3 separate regions of the Mus musculus genome follow, and regions 2 and 3 are each linked to region 1. A link is a contact called in public promoter capture Hi-C data. All regions are on one chromosome and are shown on one strand. The core of a region is the stretch at or near the end of the contact, and the rest is flanking DNA. Distances in the headings are between cores, read along the strand shown.

Region 1 (2,802 bases), core at 151-2,650:
TACATCCTGGCCTATAGGGCCTGGGTCAGTGCGAGGCTGTGATGGGAAGTGCAGGGGATGGAAGGGGCTGCTACTACAGGAGCCATTTTGTGGTGGAAAATTTCTTTTCAGAACCACCATGACTCAGCTCCCCATCCCACGGCTCTGCACTACGCCATAACTACCTCTGGGGTTGGGAGGTCAAGCGGACCTCTGTAAGTCCGCTTTGATTTTCAGAGAATAATCTAGAATACGCATTATGCCCGAGGACAATAAGGCTCAAGGGCTTTTAAGGCTAATAAGGTGAGACAGATTGTGAGGTAGAACTCTCTCGAGAGCACGGAAGCCTTGCATCACCTGGCCTACAGGATAAAGGACACTCCACCCAGCCGAGAGGAATGAGGTTAGTCACAAGCTAGGAAGAAGGAAGGCCTAAGCAAGATTTCATAACGGCGGTTCATTCATTTCCTTCCCGTTTGCAACATGGCGGCGGCCAGTTACCCTAAAGGAAGCCCAAGCCTGGGAGATGATGCGCAAAGGTATGCACCTCACAACGCCATGCCACCGACCCCGAGGAAGGGGGAGATGGGGGAGGGGCTTCCCTCCTGGCACGTGACTCCTCAGGGCGCGAAAGTAAAGAAAGAAGCCCCGGACTGGGGATTACGGGATGGGTCTGAACGGGCGCGTGGGGTTGTTCCTAATACTTAAGACTCCGGGCCGCTCATCCCCGCAAAGGCGGAGTTACCAGAGGTGCAGCAGCTGGGGGCCGCAAGTGCGAGCCATCGCCAGGTCCGAGCGCTGACCTTGAGGTCTCCTTGGGCGCTTCGGCCACCTCATCCACCTCCCCACAGTACTGCAGAGCCCCCGGGTCAGCAAGACCTGCGTAGGCAACGGAGCAGGGCCCCGCCCTGGAACTCACCCGTTCACACCGACCTTCACCATTTTGTCTACGGGACGAGGCTGCAGGAGAAGAAAATGAGATTAGCGTGGCCCGAAGGACACCAGGCAGTCCCCTCCCCCACCCCGCCTCCATTCCCGCCGTGCGCCCCATCACGTCCTCCATCATCCCCCCCCTGCAATGCGGAGCCTGGGTCCGGCTTGCACACTTCGCACCAGCATCCCTAGACCCGTACAGTGCCCACTCCCCTTCCCAGTTTCCGACTGTCCCCGGCCTCCTGCGGCCCACTCCGCGATTTTCACCTGGCACTGCACAAGAAGATGCGGCCGTCTCTGGAACAGGGAGGAGCAGAGAGCACCAGGGAGGGCTGCAGTCCGTATTTATAGGAACCCGGATGGTGGGGGGGAGCTGATGACGCGCGCCCCGCCTCCCGCCCTGCTTATCCAGTCCTAGCTCAAGGGCGCAGAGGCCTGAGCTACGTGCACCCGTAAAGCCGCGAGTAGCTGGGCCTCTCTCATTTCCCCTCCTCCCTCTCTTTGGACCCGCCTCATTTTTGAAATGTGCACGCACCAAGCGTGTGGGCTCCGAACTGATAGGGGGAGGGGAGCTGAGATTGCCCCGCTCAGGAGGTGACCGGGTGATGGTTCCCAGGATAGGACTCAGGGAATACAGACTATGAACTTAAGGACGAGGAGTCCTTGGAGTGTGCACCAAGGACATCCAGGACCCAGAGACCTGAATGCTGCTTCCCGAGTAAAATGGGAGAACAGGGGAAATGGAGAAGTGTGGGTCTCCCTGCCACTGCATCATCGAACCTCTCCCCATTATTGAAAAGGCTGCGGAAAAGTTGAGGATCTTCTCCTCGTTGTTCTTCGGTAGTGACACAGCAACCCCCCCCCCCGAAAAAAAAAAGAGTGGAAGAAAATGCCAGGGTGGGGGCACTTTTCCTCCCGCGGGAGCCCTCAGGAGCCCCATTTCCCTATCTGCCCCCCCCCCCCTCCTGGCTTCTGTCTTTGGCCAGAGGCCTGGCTTGTGTACCGCGCTGTGAGGGCAAGGGGGTGGCCAGGAAGACGCTTGAAAAGGAGATTGCTACGCCATAGGTCAGGATGCCCTGCAGCCTGGAAACCTGATAATTGAGACTTACAAACACTCTCCTGAGTTTACCTGATGAACCTAAGCTGGGACCCCGGGGTAAGGGCAGCATCCCTCTTAAGGGTTGAATTGGAGGAGGCTCAGAGGCCTCCTATAGTATCCCTCCTCGGAACCTGAGAGCTGCCCCGCCCAGGCTAGGAGACACTGCCCCTTTCACCCACTGTAGCCCCAGGGTGGAGAGTTGGGACGTGAGGGCGGAAGTCCCTCCCCATCCAGGGACGTGCTGACTGGCCCTGGAGCCAGGGACTCTCCTTTTTTGGCTGCCCTCGTGGACACAGGGTGAGATCAGTGAGGGGAGAACACAGGAGAGGAAATATTATACCCCTGAGCCAGGACAGGGAAGCCCCTAGCCTCTTGCCACAAGTGGAAGGGAGAAAAGGCATTCTTTGGTTTTATTTTGTCTTTTCGAGACCGGGATTCTTCACTCCGAAGGGTAGGGAGGCTGGGAAGGGTGGAAGGGCTTGGGAGCACTGTAGCAGGTGCAGGGCAGGGGGACTCTGGCGCCTCTTTGCTAGGCCAGTGCAACATGAAACCAGCCCCCTGCTCATCTAGCTCAAGAGCCTATTGCTAAGTTTAGCTGGCCTGGTGATAACCTTTGCTTAAAAGGCAGGGAGCACGCTGGGCTGCACCCCAAATCTAGTCTTGGCTCCTTGCCCTTCCAGATTGCCCTACCTCCTTGGGGCCCCAGAGCCAAGGCTGTGTTAGACTGACAGCTGTGTGGCCCGTGCCCAGGCTTCCCATGAGCGGGGAGCAGGCCAGATGAACAGGGTGGG
Region 2 (2,802 bases), core at 156-2,655, 4.8 Mb before region 1:
AGATTAAATGCTAAATGACCTAAGTCTTGTTATAAAATATTTTAGTAATTGTATATAATTCATCATACCTTCCTATGTCCATTTTTTCTCTGTATATCACTTTTTCCCTTTTTTCTTTAAGCAAGAAATGGAGACTATACTGGAGTTACAGCTCAGGACACATTTACCTAATATGTTCAAGGACTTGGGTTCAATTTCTAGTACAGAAAGTAATTGAACAAACTAGCCTGAGTCCATTTCCTTGCATTCCTGATCCTGACTAGCAGAATAGAACCTTTATTTATGAGTCAGCGTTTTACCTGATAGCCACCCCCCCACTCCAACCCCCCCAGCCTTTGATTACTTAATGTGTGAATTTGTAGATGAATGTATGTGGACCTGGCGTGAAGGTGAGGTCAGCTTTCAGTTCTCTCCTTTAACCATGGGGTTCCAGGAATCAAACTTAGGATTTCAAGCTTGGTGGCAAGTGCCCTTCACAGCTGAGCCACTGTTCTGGCCCTTACCCCGTATTCTTGACCATTCTGGAACTCGATAAGTGTACCATGTGGCCTTATGGTGCTCTTTCTACATCTCCTTCCCCAGAATTGAGTTTATAGTCCTGAGCCACCACACAGGGATTTTCCTTACTTACAAGGTCTCCCGTAGCCTAATCAGGCCTCAAATTCATATGCAGCTCGAACTGCCCCTAAAGCATCTACCTTCATCACCATAAAGGTATATGGATGTGGAGGGCACAGGATAACTTTGGAGCCGGTTCTTGCCTTCAACCTTGTAGAGTCAGGCTTAGACGCATAAAGGAACTGTAGGACCGTATACCAGAAACGTGGCTTTTTTTTTTTTTAAACCAGCCATTGCTGATCGGAACTCTATGCGTGTGCAACTATGCCCGGCCTTCCAAGTAGAGGTTTCTGACAAGGTGACCAGTTTCATACCAAACTGAAATGGGTTGGTTACAAAGCAAGCGTTTTCAGGCCCTGCTTACTACTCAAATACGGTTTCGGGATGGCTGCCAACAGCTAGACTAGCAAGGCCAGGCCCTCTATGGGTAGGTTCCCAGTGTCGTGAGAAAAAGCAAGTCGCAGCTGGTGGTGAAGGCCGGCCCATGTAATGACGGAATTGGGCTGAAACCTATTGGTCACGGAGAAGCGAGAAACCCGTACGAAGGCGACCGAGCGAAACGAGTTGTACAAGACTAGCATTCGAAAGAAGGAAACGGAGACGCGGAAACTCGGCCAAGAGTTCGTCACTTGTCCAAACCTAGACAACGATGTTAAAAACAGGTCTCGGAGAACGAACAAACCCGGCCGACTAGCCACGGAGGGGCCCACCTTGCGTTCGTGTCCCCACCCCCGACACAAAGAGGAACCGGAAGCCCCTTACCGGAAGCAGTACCTCTGCTCTCCGAGGCATTACACATTCCTCCGCGCGCCGGAAGCGCGCGTTCCACCTTGCGGGGTAGCTTTTCCCTCGCCTCTCCTCGAGAGAGGTCGCGGCGCCTTGAGGGGCCGCGCACCCGGGGTGGACGGAGGGCGCAGAACTTTGACAGGCAAGCTGTGAGAAAACAAAAAACCAAAATAAAACAAAAAAGCTCCGCCGGCCGTCATGGAAGGGAGCGAGGAGAGAAGACCCGACTAGACGTGGCGGCGGTGGGATTTTGTTTCCTGCGGTGGCGGACTGATTTAGCAGCACGTTAACTTCCGGGAGCGTCCTGCCCCTGAGAGGAAAAGCCCTGAAGGAAACAATAACAAACGAGCGGAGGGAGAGCGGCTGGCGCTCCTGTGAGGACTCGTTCTCGTCCTAAGAAGATGCGCTGCGGCCCCAGTGCGGGGACGTGAGAGGGCTTTGGTGGCCGTCAGCCAAGCCTTTCCTCGCTTGTGCACCTCAGGCCCCCCTGGCTTTTTATTTTATTTTTTGGTGACCATGGCGTCCGTGGGCCCGGGGGGCTACGCGGCGGAGTTCGTGCCACCGCCCGAGTGCCCGGTCTTTGAGCCCAGTTGGGAGGAGTTCACAGACCCGCTGAGTTTTATCGGGCGCATCCGGCCCTTTGCGGAGAAAACGGGCATCTGCAAAATCCGGCCACCCAAGGTAGCGTCGCCTGAGGGCGGGGACGGGGGGCGTGCTGGGGCGGCGGGACGGTCCTCCTCCTCCCCGTGGCTTTCCTCTTTGGGGGTCTTCCGTGCTCTCCGGGGGCCCCTCCCTCCTCTCTTGGTGTCCCGAGGCCACTTTTGAGGATGTTTTTTGCCCTGGTTTCTGAACGCAGTTTCACGTCCACTTTGACATTTTATTTGATCGCGTGTGAGTGTGTGTGTGTGTGTGTGTGTGTGTGTGTGAGAGAGAGAGAGAGAGAGAGAGAGAGAGAGAGACAGACAGACAGAGAGACAGACAGACAGAGAGAGGGAGAGAGGGGAGGAGAGCGAGAGAGCGCTCGCGGAGGGGTCAGAGGACATTTTGTAGGAGTCGATTCTCTTCCTGCGTTGTGGGGGTTGTGGGTCTCCGGGCTCGAACTCAAGATTGTCAGGCTTTGGCCTGACGACTGGGCCATCGCATCGCTTCTCAGGTCCCCCTTCAAAAGACAGAAAGAGGTGTCTCTGGGACCTTTTCCTTCCCAGAACTTATTGGGCACGGATATTGTAGTGTGGATTGGAGGTAAGGATAACAAAAGGCTTCAGGCCCTTCCTAGGGAAAGGCGTTTGAAGTGTCCTGTCATCAGCTCACGCACCATCTTTCTGTTTGCGTGTTAAAAAAAACCCCACTAATGTCGACCGTTTTTGTGTCCAAGCCTACTGATGTTCAGTTTATCAA
Region 3 (2,802 bases), core at 204-2,703, 3.3 Mb after region 1:
CAAAGGCTCTGTATCAGGCGCTGGAAACTACATGTGGGAAGGGAAACTACCTGTCTGGCAAGCCAAGGAGTCCTTTATCTCTCCTGCGTGTATAGGCAGGCGTCTATTTCTGCTTAACATTCTTATATATGGTGACCCCATAGGAGAGCCAATAGGTAGATATGGAACCCATCCTCTAAGGCTTCCTTGATAAGAATGTACAGGGCCCCGCGAAGGAATGGAGGATAAAAGAGGAACAGACCCCGTCTGGGAATCAGAACCTAGCGCAAAGGAGAAAGGGCCACATGTTCACGGGGAGCAGCAAGAGTTGAGGTAAAAAGCCAGGAGCATTTCTGGACCAACGAGGCTCCCTAAGGTCTCTGGTTTGCACAAGCCACACACACTAGAAACTGAGCAATGGGACTCACGGAGGAGAAACAATGGATGCAGGGAGACATGCAATGCAGGTTAGGATTTCACCGTCCTGGACTGCTGGCAGAACCTGCTCTGAAACGGCGTCCATTGTCCCGACCCGGGTCAGGGCGCCCTCCCCCTCGCTCCTCGGGCTATTTGCAGTCAGGCGATTAGTGAGCCGCTGGCTCTAAGGCAATGCACCTCCCCCCATGGCCAGCACCCAGTACCCCCCAACTCAGAAAGACTCAGGAGGGGCAGGCGAGGAACTACAGGTCCCGGCATGCATCGCTCTCGCTCTCCCCGGGCCGAGAAAGGGGGCACAGCATGGCCGAGCCCGTGACCTCGCTGGATCTCGGCGATTGCAAAAGGGGCGCAGAAAGGCACAAAGGGCTTTGGGCCAGGAACCTGCTCCCGGGAGCCGTTTCAGGTCCTAGCTAATGTTTAACTTTCAAGTGGGCGAGCCCTGGCGCACCTTCGTCCAGGTGGACGGCGCACGCTGCGGCCGAGGGGTTCCCGGGAGGCGAGGCCTGAGTCCCTCGGCGCGCCCGAGCCTCGTGCACCCCGCCCGGGCCCCCTGGCAGCGGCTCTCGCGCTCCGCTCCGCCCCTCTCAGCCGCACAGTGCAGCCGGATCGAGTTGGCGTTGCAGTGGGGGCTTCTTCCCGGACCCGGGCCGCACCCTCCGGAGCGTGCAGCCGCCGTGCCGTTTTCAGGGCTGCAGCCTGCGCAGGGAAGACGAATCCCCCCCATCCTCCGGCCGCGGTACCCCCAAGGCCCATGAGCCTGCAGCCGAGGACTCCGCGGCCCCTCACCTTGAGCACGCCCTCGTCCTGTTTGGGGCTGATGTCCACTCCTTCGAGAGGCAGGGGCGCCGACTGCGCCCCGTTCTCCGCCGCCTTCATCTCCTCGGCGGTCATGGCCGCTGGGCGCACCGTTGGCTGCGAGAGTGTGGCAAGCGCGAGCACGGCACTCTGGCCGCCGACCGGAGTGAGCGACGGGGCGGCGTGCGGCGGAAGGCGGCGCTGCCCACCTCGAACCGCGCTCCAGGCTCGCGCACCCGGCTATCCGCGCGCTCGCCGGCGGCGGCCGAGTGGGGTGACGCCGAGGGGCGGGCCTGGCGCGGCCCGGCCTGCAATTGGTCCCCTCCGCCTCGGGGGCGGGGCAGGGAGGAGCGGCACGAGCGGGCTGCAAAGGGGCGGGAGCGGAGAACTTTCTAGAGAAGCGGTTAAACGGGTTGAGGCTCTTGGACTGAGGGTACTGGAGTGGTTTGGTTTTTTTGTTTGTTTGTGTCGTTTTTGTTAAGATTTGCTTTTCTGGTTGATGGCCCCTAGGAGTGCCCTCCTCCTACACCAGGACCTCTGGGATCACAATCTTCCCTATGTCGTTCCGCCCCACCCCCACCCTTACCCCACCCCTCTGCCCGCGTCTAAGCGATTTTTCCAGATCCTTCTCTATCCTCAGGACTCCAAGTGGCGAGCCTCCCAAGTCCGGGCCTGCCTCGTGGCCGGCCCTGCTCACCCAGGCCCACAGCGGAATAGCTGGAGACAGGCAGTCAGATGTGAAGTGGCAAAGATCGGCCTCCCGTGATTGTGCCACAGATGCCCATGGTTCCAGGCGTGGGCACCTGAGCAGTGTGGGAAAGAGAGGTCGAGGGATTGAAAGTGTGGGCCCCGTAGGGACAGTTTCAGCCCAGGTGCACAGATCGGACACAACTTTGCCCTCCCTGCAGCCTGGCAGGCCCACCGCAAAAATGCCATGAGCAGATTTATAAGAGCCATAGACTTGTAAGTGGAGGTACGTGTGTTAAAATTCCTTTTCTCCCACCATACTAATCAGCCTTTTTTGGTTAGTACTGGCACACAAAATGGTTTCAGCTCACGCGAAAAAAAAATTTTTTCCCCCTTCCCCCTCTTTACTAAAGGTGAATAGGAAGGAAGGTTTTCTCAACCTGCTCGCTGCTCCTATGAGATGCCTGTGGAGTTCTGAGTCTGTGTGGCTAAAACCATGAAGTTCTGATTACCGGAACAGTGCTGGCTTGATGGAAGATCTGTCTGGAGAGGTCCTGACTCTGCCCAGCAGTTTAGTACCCAGTTATACAGCCTGGTGAGTGCTATCAGACCTGCCTATTGTATTATTGGCTTTGCGAGTTTTCATTCCAGTGTAATGAACTTTTTGTCTCTGTGTGCCCAGCATGGTGCTGTTCGTGGTCCAACGCAAGTGATGGCGTTTAAGTAGGCAATAAGCTAGTTATTATATGGTGCCTGCGAGATGGCTCAGTGGATGTTGGTGCTTTTGAAAGTCTTTAGACCTGGGTTTTATCCCTAACACCCACAGTATTGAGAAAACCCCTTCAAAGTTGTCTTTTGACATCCACACTTGTGCCCTATTATCCCTCCCAAAGAAGTGAAATA

What was found. Promoter capture Hi-C pulls out the DNA fragments that hold promoters and counts their contacts.
Region 2: a promoter capture Hi-C map of cranial neural crest shows a contact between it and region 1. The contact joins the promoter of Kdm5a here to the promoter of Gapdh in region 1. A contact is called at or near these places in 2 of 39 promoter capture datasets (cranial neural crest and pre-B cells).
Region 3: a contact with region 1 is called in a promoter capture Hi-C map of cranial neural crest. The contact joins the promoter of Fkbp4 here to the promoter of Gapdh in region 1.

Annotation. Positions count from the first base shown.
Region 1 is chr6:125,164,373-125,167,174 of GRCm38.p6, forward strand. Gapdh (glyceraldehyde-3-phosphate dehydrogenase) reads right to left here and starts at 1,401. Exons shown (of 7, transcript NM_008084.3): 1 at 1,180-1,401; 2 at 899-939. The coding sequence starts at 921.
Region 2 is chr6:120,362,694-120,365,495 of GRCm38.p6, forward strand. Kdm5a (lysine (K)-specific demethylase 5A) reads left to right here and starts at 1,406. Exons shown (of 28, transcript NM_145997.2): 1 at 1,406-2,085. The coding sequence starts at 1,921. It also overlaps a transcript of Ccdc77 not described here.
Region 3 is chr6:128,437,203-128,440,004 of GRCm38.p6, forward strand. Fkbp4 (FK506 binding protein 4) reads right to left here and starts at 1,454. Exons shown (of 10, transcript NM_010219.4): 1 at 1,204-1,454. The coding sequence starts at 1,308. Gm10069 (predicted gene 10069) reads left to right here and starts at 1,555. Exons shown (of 5, transcript NR_028593.1): 1 at 1,555-2,185; 2 at 2,313-2,494.